Regions from separate parts of the Mus musculus genome. Here region 2 is linked to region 1. Evidence: chromatin contacts called from public promoter capture Hi-C data. All regions are on one chromosome and are shown on one strand. The core of a region is the stretch at or near the end of the contact, and the rest is flanking DNA. Distances in the headings are between cores, read along the strand shown. Region 1 holds the start of C130060C02Rik (RIKEN cDNA C130060C02 gene). Region 2 overlaps Gna14 (guanine nucleotide binding protein, alpha 14).

Region 1 (3,016 bases), core at 461-2,960:
CCACATAAACCAGGCGTCAGGAGCAGGACTTCTAACTCCAGCATGGAAGGGGCGGAGTCAAGAGAGCAGTTGGGGCTTATTGGCTTCCAGCCAAACTAAGAAAACAGACCCTGTCTCTCTCAAAAAATAAATAAATAAAATAAAATAAAAAATAAATTTAAAAAATGGGTGAAGAGCCATCAAAGGACACCCAACACCCCTTTCTTGTTTCTGAGTGTGCACATACGCCAATACTAAGATACACAAACACACAAATATGCAAATCAGTAAGGAACATATATATTGGATGGTAATTTTTTTTTTTTGGCTTCTGGGCGGGTGTTCATGAATGACCATAGAAGCACCACAAAGACTTGGCTGGGAGTTACAAAAATTCAAATGAAAGGAACTTGTAAATACGTTATCTGCAAATAACCAGAGTCAACTGTTTTACAACGGGTTCGTCAAAAATAATAGTTCCAGTCGGGCAGTGGTGGCGCACGCCTTCAATCCCAGCACTCGAGAGGCAGAGGCAGGCCAGACTCTGAGTTCAAGGCCAGCCTGGTCTACAGAGTGAGTTCCAAGATAGCCAGGGCTACACAGAGAAACCCTGTCTCTCAAATAAATAAATAAATAAATAAATAAATAAATAAATAAATAAATAAATAAATAAATAAAAGAAACAAATAATAATAGTCCCTTGGGCTGGAGAGATGGCTCAATGGTTGGACATACTTGCTGCTCTTGCAAAGGATGCGAGTTCGGTTCCCAGCATCCATATGGTGGTTCACATATGGACTCCGACCTCTTACCCCCTTTTCTGTACTCCGCAGGCACTGCACACACATAGTGCACATACACACGCGAAGGCAAAACCCTCAAATATTTTTCTAAAAATCAAAAAAGACGTCCCTGATTATTTTTTTGTTATACATTTTTTTCTTTCCATCTTTAACCTTCTCCTTTTCTGTATTAAACTTGCAATTACGAATGAAGGGAGATTGTACATTTAAACCCCTAAAAGAAGAGAGGGCAGGGACCATTTGCTAAATTATCACGCATATTCCCCTCGGGGTGCAGAGTTGGTCATCCTCGCTGTAATAAGGGGCAGTGTCGAGTTCTACTCCCTAGCTTGACTACTCCAGACAACGGACCGAGGCGGCAACCTGCAAGGGAGGCGGCGGCAAAAACTCCTTTGTGGCTAGGTGGAGGCCGCTTCGCAGGCTGATCCTGCACCGGGCTCCCACTTCTCCGACCAAACCCTCGCACCTCCGGACCGCAGAACTGTTTCCCCGAGCCACGGCTGGAAGGAGCTCTTGATGGCCACCAGCGGCAGGTCGCGGTTCACCCTGAGCGTGCTGAGCAGCGGTGCCCAGTCCACCGCGCGCAGCCGGTCGGCATTGAAGTCCAGCACGCCGTCCCGCAGGCAGGCGCGCACGGCGGGCAGCGGCACGGAGTCCTGCAGCGCGCACAGGTACTCGTAGTGCGAGAAGAAGTCGGCCGCGCAGTCGCGCCGGAGCTTCACCGAGTCGATCATGACCGGCAACCCCGGGGACCTCCACCAGCCGCCCCGCGCCGCCTCCCGCCACGCCTCGGGCGGTTAGCGCCCGCTCTGGGAGCCGCCGCCGCCGTTCTAGTCACCGGCGAGCTCCCGCGGGCGACGTGCGCATGCGTCGGCGCGCTCGCTGTGCGTCAGAGCGCGGGCCACGCCCACCCGGGCTCGCTACGTCCAACGCGCCATCAGCTGGAGGCGAGTAGATGCTCTGCAGTGAGCGCGCCTCTGGGTACCAAAAGTGAGGTGCAATGGAGTGACGACCTGAGAACCGGGCTTGACCTGAGAACTGAGAAGCGGGTTTAGCCTCGAGAAGACTGTTAGAAGCGCTCAACTGTTTATGCTTCCTCACCGAGAGAAGTCACAAGAAGAATTTCCCAACACGTATGCAAACCAGGTGGCTTCCTTCCTCTCTTCTTTGGGTTAGGCAAAGCTAGAGTTTAGCTTAGTATCCTCCATTGATGGTGGATATTTCTCTCCCTCTCTATCTCTCTATGTGTTGTTTGAGACAACGTTTCTCTGTATAACAGTCCTGGCTGTCCTGGAACTCACTTTGTAGACTAGGTTGGCCTCGAACTCTTACTAGTTTTCAATGTTAGTACTCTAAATAAACTCGAAGACGACTCCTGTATCACAGAGAGACCATAATTTCATTACGGTTTTATTATTAATGATTTTAACAGAGTTAGTAACATTGAGCATAATAGCTATGGAAAGTGAACTTGGGATTCACTCAGCAGTGGTTAAGTTGAGCTATTTTATTCCCTATGTCATGTTATTTAGTTATGCATTAAAATGAATTACTTTGAGCAGAAACAAAGTGAACTCTGGGTAATAAATACATCAGTCTGTTTTATTCTTTTTAAGGATTTATTTATGGGTACGTGCCTGTATGCTATCTGTGTGCAAGTGTCCAGAGTGACCAGAAGAAGGCATCAGATCCTCTGGAACTGGTGTTACAGGTGGTAGTGAGCCAGTCAGTGTAGGTGCTGGGAACCAGACTCAGAGCCTCTGAAAGAAGAGCTGTCTCTAGCCACCATTTCAGTTACATTTGTAAAAGATTTGCTTATATTTTTATTCAGTGTGTGTGTGTGTGTGTGTGAGTGACACGTGTACACAGTGCTTAGGGATATCAGAAAGGGGCGTCAGATGCCTTGGACCTGAAGTTATAGGCATTTGAGACATTTGTGACCCACCCACCATAGGTGCTGGGAATGGAACCCAGTCCTCTGGAAGGGCAGTTAAGTGCACCTAAGTGCTAAGCCATTTCTCTGAAATACTTTAAAGCACATTTATAAATTCCTGAGGTATGAGTTTGATTTTCTGTTTATAAGGCATACTATATTCAAGAGACATTATGAATGACAGGCTAAATGTCCACAGTTAAGTCTTTTGTGTCCTCATTCACTTCTTTTAAAACATAAGTTTGTTGTTTTTAGTCTGTCATTGGTAACTGCGAAGTGTTCTCGTAAATGGAAGGCTCTA
Region 2 (2,700 bases), core at 21-2,520, 470 kb after region 1:
ACAGGATCACCCTTCTCCTCAGCTTCTTTCAGCCTTCCCTAATTCAACAACAGGGGTCAGCTGCTTCTGTCCATTGGTTGGGTGCAAATATCTGCATCTGATCCTTTCAGCTGCTTGTTGGTTCTTCCGTAGTTCGGTCACGCTAGGTCCCTTTTTGTGAGTACTCCATAGCCTCAGTAATAGTGTCAGGCCTTGGGACCTCCCCTTGAGCTGGATCCCACTTTGGGCCTGTCACTGGACATTCTTTTCCTCAGGCTCCTCTCCATTTCTATCCCTGCAGTTCTTTCAGACAGGAACAATTGTGGGTGAGAGTTTTGACTGTGGGATGGCAAGCCCCTCCCTCACTTGATATCCTGTCTTCCTGCTGGAGGTAGGCTCTGTAAGTTCCCTCTCCCTACTGTCAGGCCCTTCATCTAAGGTTCCTCCCTTTGAGTCCTGAGAGTCTCTCACCTCCCAGGTCTCTGGTGCATTCTGGAGGGTCTCCCCAACCTCCTATCTCTAGAGGTTGCCTGTATACATTCTTTCTGCTGGCCCTCAGGGCTTCAGTCCTTATCTCTCACCCAATACCATATCAGGAACCCCTCTTCCCCCCCCCCCCCCACTAACTCTCCCCACCTCCCCTCCACTTTCCCTCCCAGGTCCCTCCCTCCCTTCCTGGTCTCTCCCTCCTCCCTACTTGTGGTTGTTTTTTTCTCTCTCCCAAGTGGGGCTGAGGCATCCTCTCTCTTGGGCACTTCAACTTGTTGACCTTTTTGAGTTCTGAGGACTGTGGACTGTATCTTGGGTGTATATGTATATGTACGTACGTACACACACACACACACACACACATACACACACACACACACACACACACACACACACACACACACACACGGCCTGTCTTCTTAACTGCCATCTCCACAATCCCCGTTTTGAAGCAGTTTTGATTTGGGGTTTTTGTTTTAGGAATGGCCATCCTGTATTCTACTTTCAGTGTCCTGTGTTTAAACTCTTCTTCAGTCCAATGTTCTCTGTATCTATAAGGTTCTGTCCTTTCGCCAGGCTTTTAAGCTATTTAAGAGTGAATTAAAGAACAAGGGTAAGCCCAGCGGTGGACATCTAAAACCTTGTCTGGGTACCCAAGCACTTCTCTCCCAGGCTGCACCTCCAGCCCCAAAGCCTTTATCACAAAACACAAGCCTTCAGGAAGCTTTACCACCAGCAAGATTTACATTCAAATGCTCTTCGTTCTAAAAAGCCAACTGACTCACTCCTTCCCGGGGTTCCATCTGCCTTTCATGTGCAGATGGAGTTGAAGATAGTTCATGTATGAGAAAACTGCTTAAACTTCCCCTGGCTACATTCAGGTTGCCATTCAACTAGGAAGTCTTTCTCCCTCTCCCTCGCTTATAGTTTAATGTGTTTCTATTAGGAGATGAGCAGGCAGAAGGAACGAGGAAGAGACCTTGGTTTGTGATACGGCGCACCAGAATGAGACACCAAAGATCATAGCTTTTAGTACAGCACAGCCCAGTAAGGCTGATTCTGTATGTGCACCCAAGATTGCACATGTATGCACACTTATCTCAACAGATATTGTGAAATTACCACTCACAAAGTAATTTGAATTTGCTACTGGAATAGTTAATTCTATGGACAATGTGATTATATCTTGATACCAACCATAAAATGTCCAAACACTTATCATCTCCACAGTGTTTGTTTTTGTTGTTGTTGCTGTTTGGGTTTTTTTTTTTTTTTTTTTTTGTTCAAGGTTTTCATCTTGAAACTTCTCTGAAGTCATTTTCCTCTGGAAGGAGAATCATGTTGGCCAAAGCAGAAGTCTTCCTCCTAAATTATAATGAGTGGGAAACTCAGAATGTGTTGATTATGCGCTGAGGGTCACTGGGGCTGTTAGAGCTATTGATAGCTCCTGTATCTATCTTCCAGTATTCGGAACGTCCCTTTTGTCAACGCTGCATTATTTGCTGAATGGATTGCTTTTTCTTTAGCCTTTAACCTCCAATCCCTGAAAGAGTTAGGTCTCCCCTAAGCTCTGTGCCTGAGTTGCCAGAACTCTTTGGTTAGAAATCCCAGCATGGCTTCTAATTTGCAGTAGTACCTTTGGTAAATCAAGAGATCCAGTTCGCATCAGTAAATCGAGGAGAGGAGATTCAGTCTTTGTTAAGGTTGTCCTGAGTTTCCATGGTAACTCTCCAGTGATAGCCCGAAGCTCATTCAAGTTGATCCTGACTCTTGCCTCCATCCAGTACACCAGAGGAAACAGGATCAGGTTGCTGTTTGTGGTGATTGATCAGTGGCAAAGCCTCAAGTCCTTCTTCCTGCCTGGCTCAGTAAGTGTTTGAATTTCTCATGGGACTCAAGTCTCTAGAGGCTCACCGCTCTCACCGCATCAGAACAGGTTCCCGGGAGAAAAAAGCGAATTCCCTAGTCAGACTAGTAACTTGTGATTTTAGAACTACCTATCAATGCAAATGTCTCAAGGACCGAGATGACCTGTCATTCCTGAGTCTTCAATTTATGAGAGCTGAACAAGAGCAATGGTACTGAACATGTATAGTACCGATGCAGTGCAGGATCGCTTTGTAACAGTTTTAATAATTGATTCAGTCCTTACAAGTTACTGCTCAGGAGAAAATCAAAGTAAAGGAAGATTAAGGAGCTGACCCCGACATACTTAGTGTGGAGCCGAGTGCA

What was found. Promoter capture Hi-C pulls out the DNA fragments that hold promoters and counts their contacts.
Region 2: a contact with region 1 is called in a promoter capture Hi-C map of embryonic stem cells, with 2.6 times the contacts expected there. A contact is called at or near these places in 9 of 39 promoter capture datasets (the 3T3-L1 cell line, the HPC-7 cell line, cranial neural crest and 5 more), 1 of 130 datasets of targeted methods (bone marrow-derived macrophages) and 2 of 9 other capture datasets (adipose tissue and macrophages).

The regions. Positions count from the first base shown.
Region 1 is chr19:15,983,365-15,986,380 of GRCm38.p6, forward strand. It overlaps C130060C02Rik (RIKEN cDNA C130060C02 gene), which reads left to right and starts at 1,711. Exons shown (of 3, transcript NR_045355.1): 1 at 1,711-1,928. It overlaps Cep78 (centrosomal protein 78), which reads right to left and starts at 1,625. Exons shown (of 15, transcript NM_198019.2): 1 at 1,249-1,625. The coding sequence starts at 1,516.
Region 2 is chr19:16,458,276-16,460,975 of GRCm38.p6, forward strand. All of the region lies in intron 1 of Gna14 (guanine nucleotide binding protein, alpha 14), which reads left to right. Among named protein-coding and RNA genes, the nearest start is that of Gna14, 24 kb to the left of the region's middle.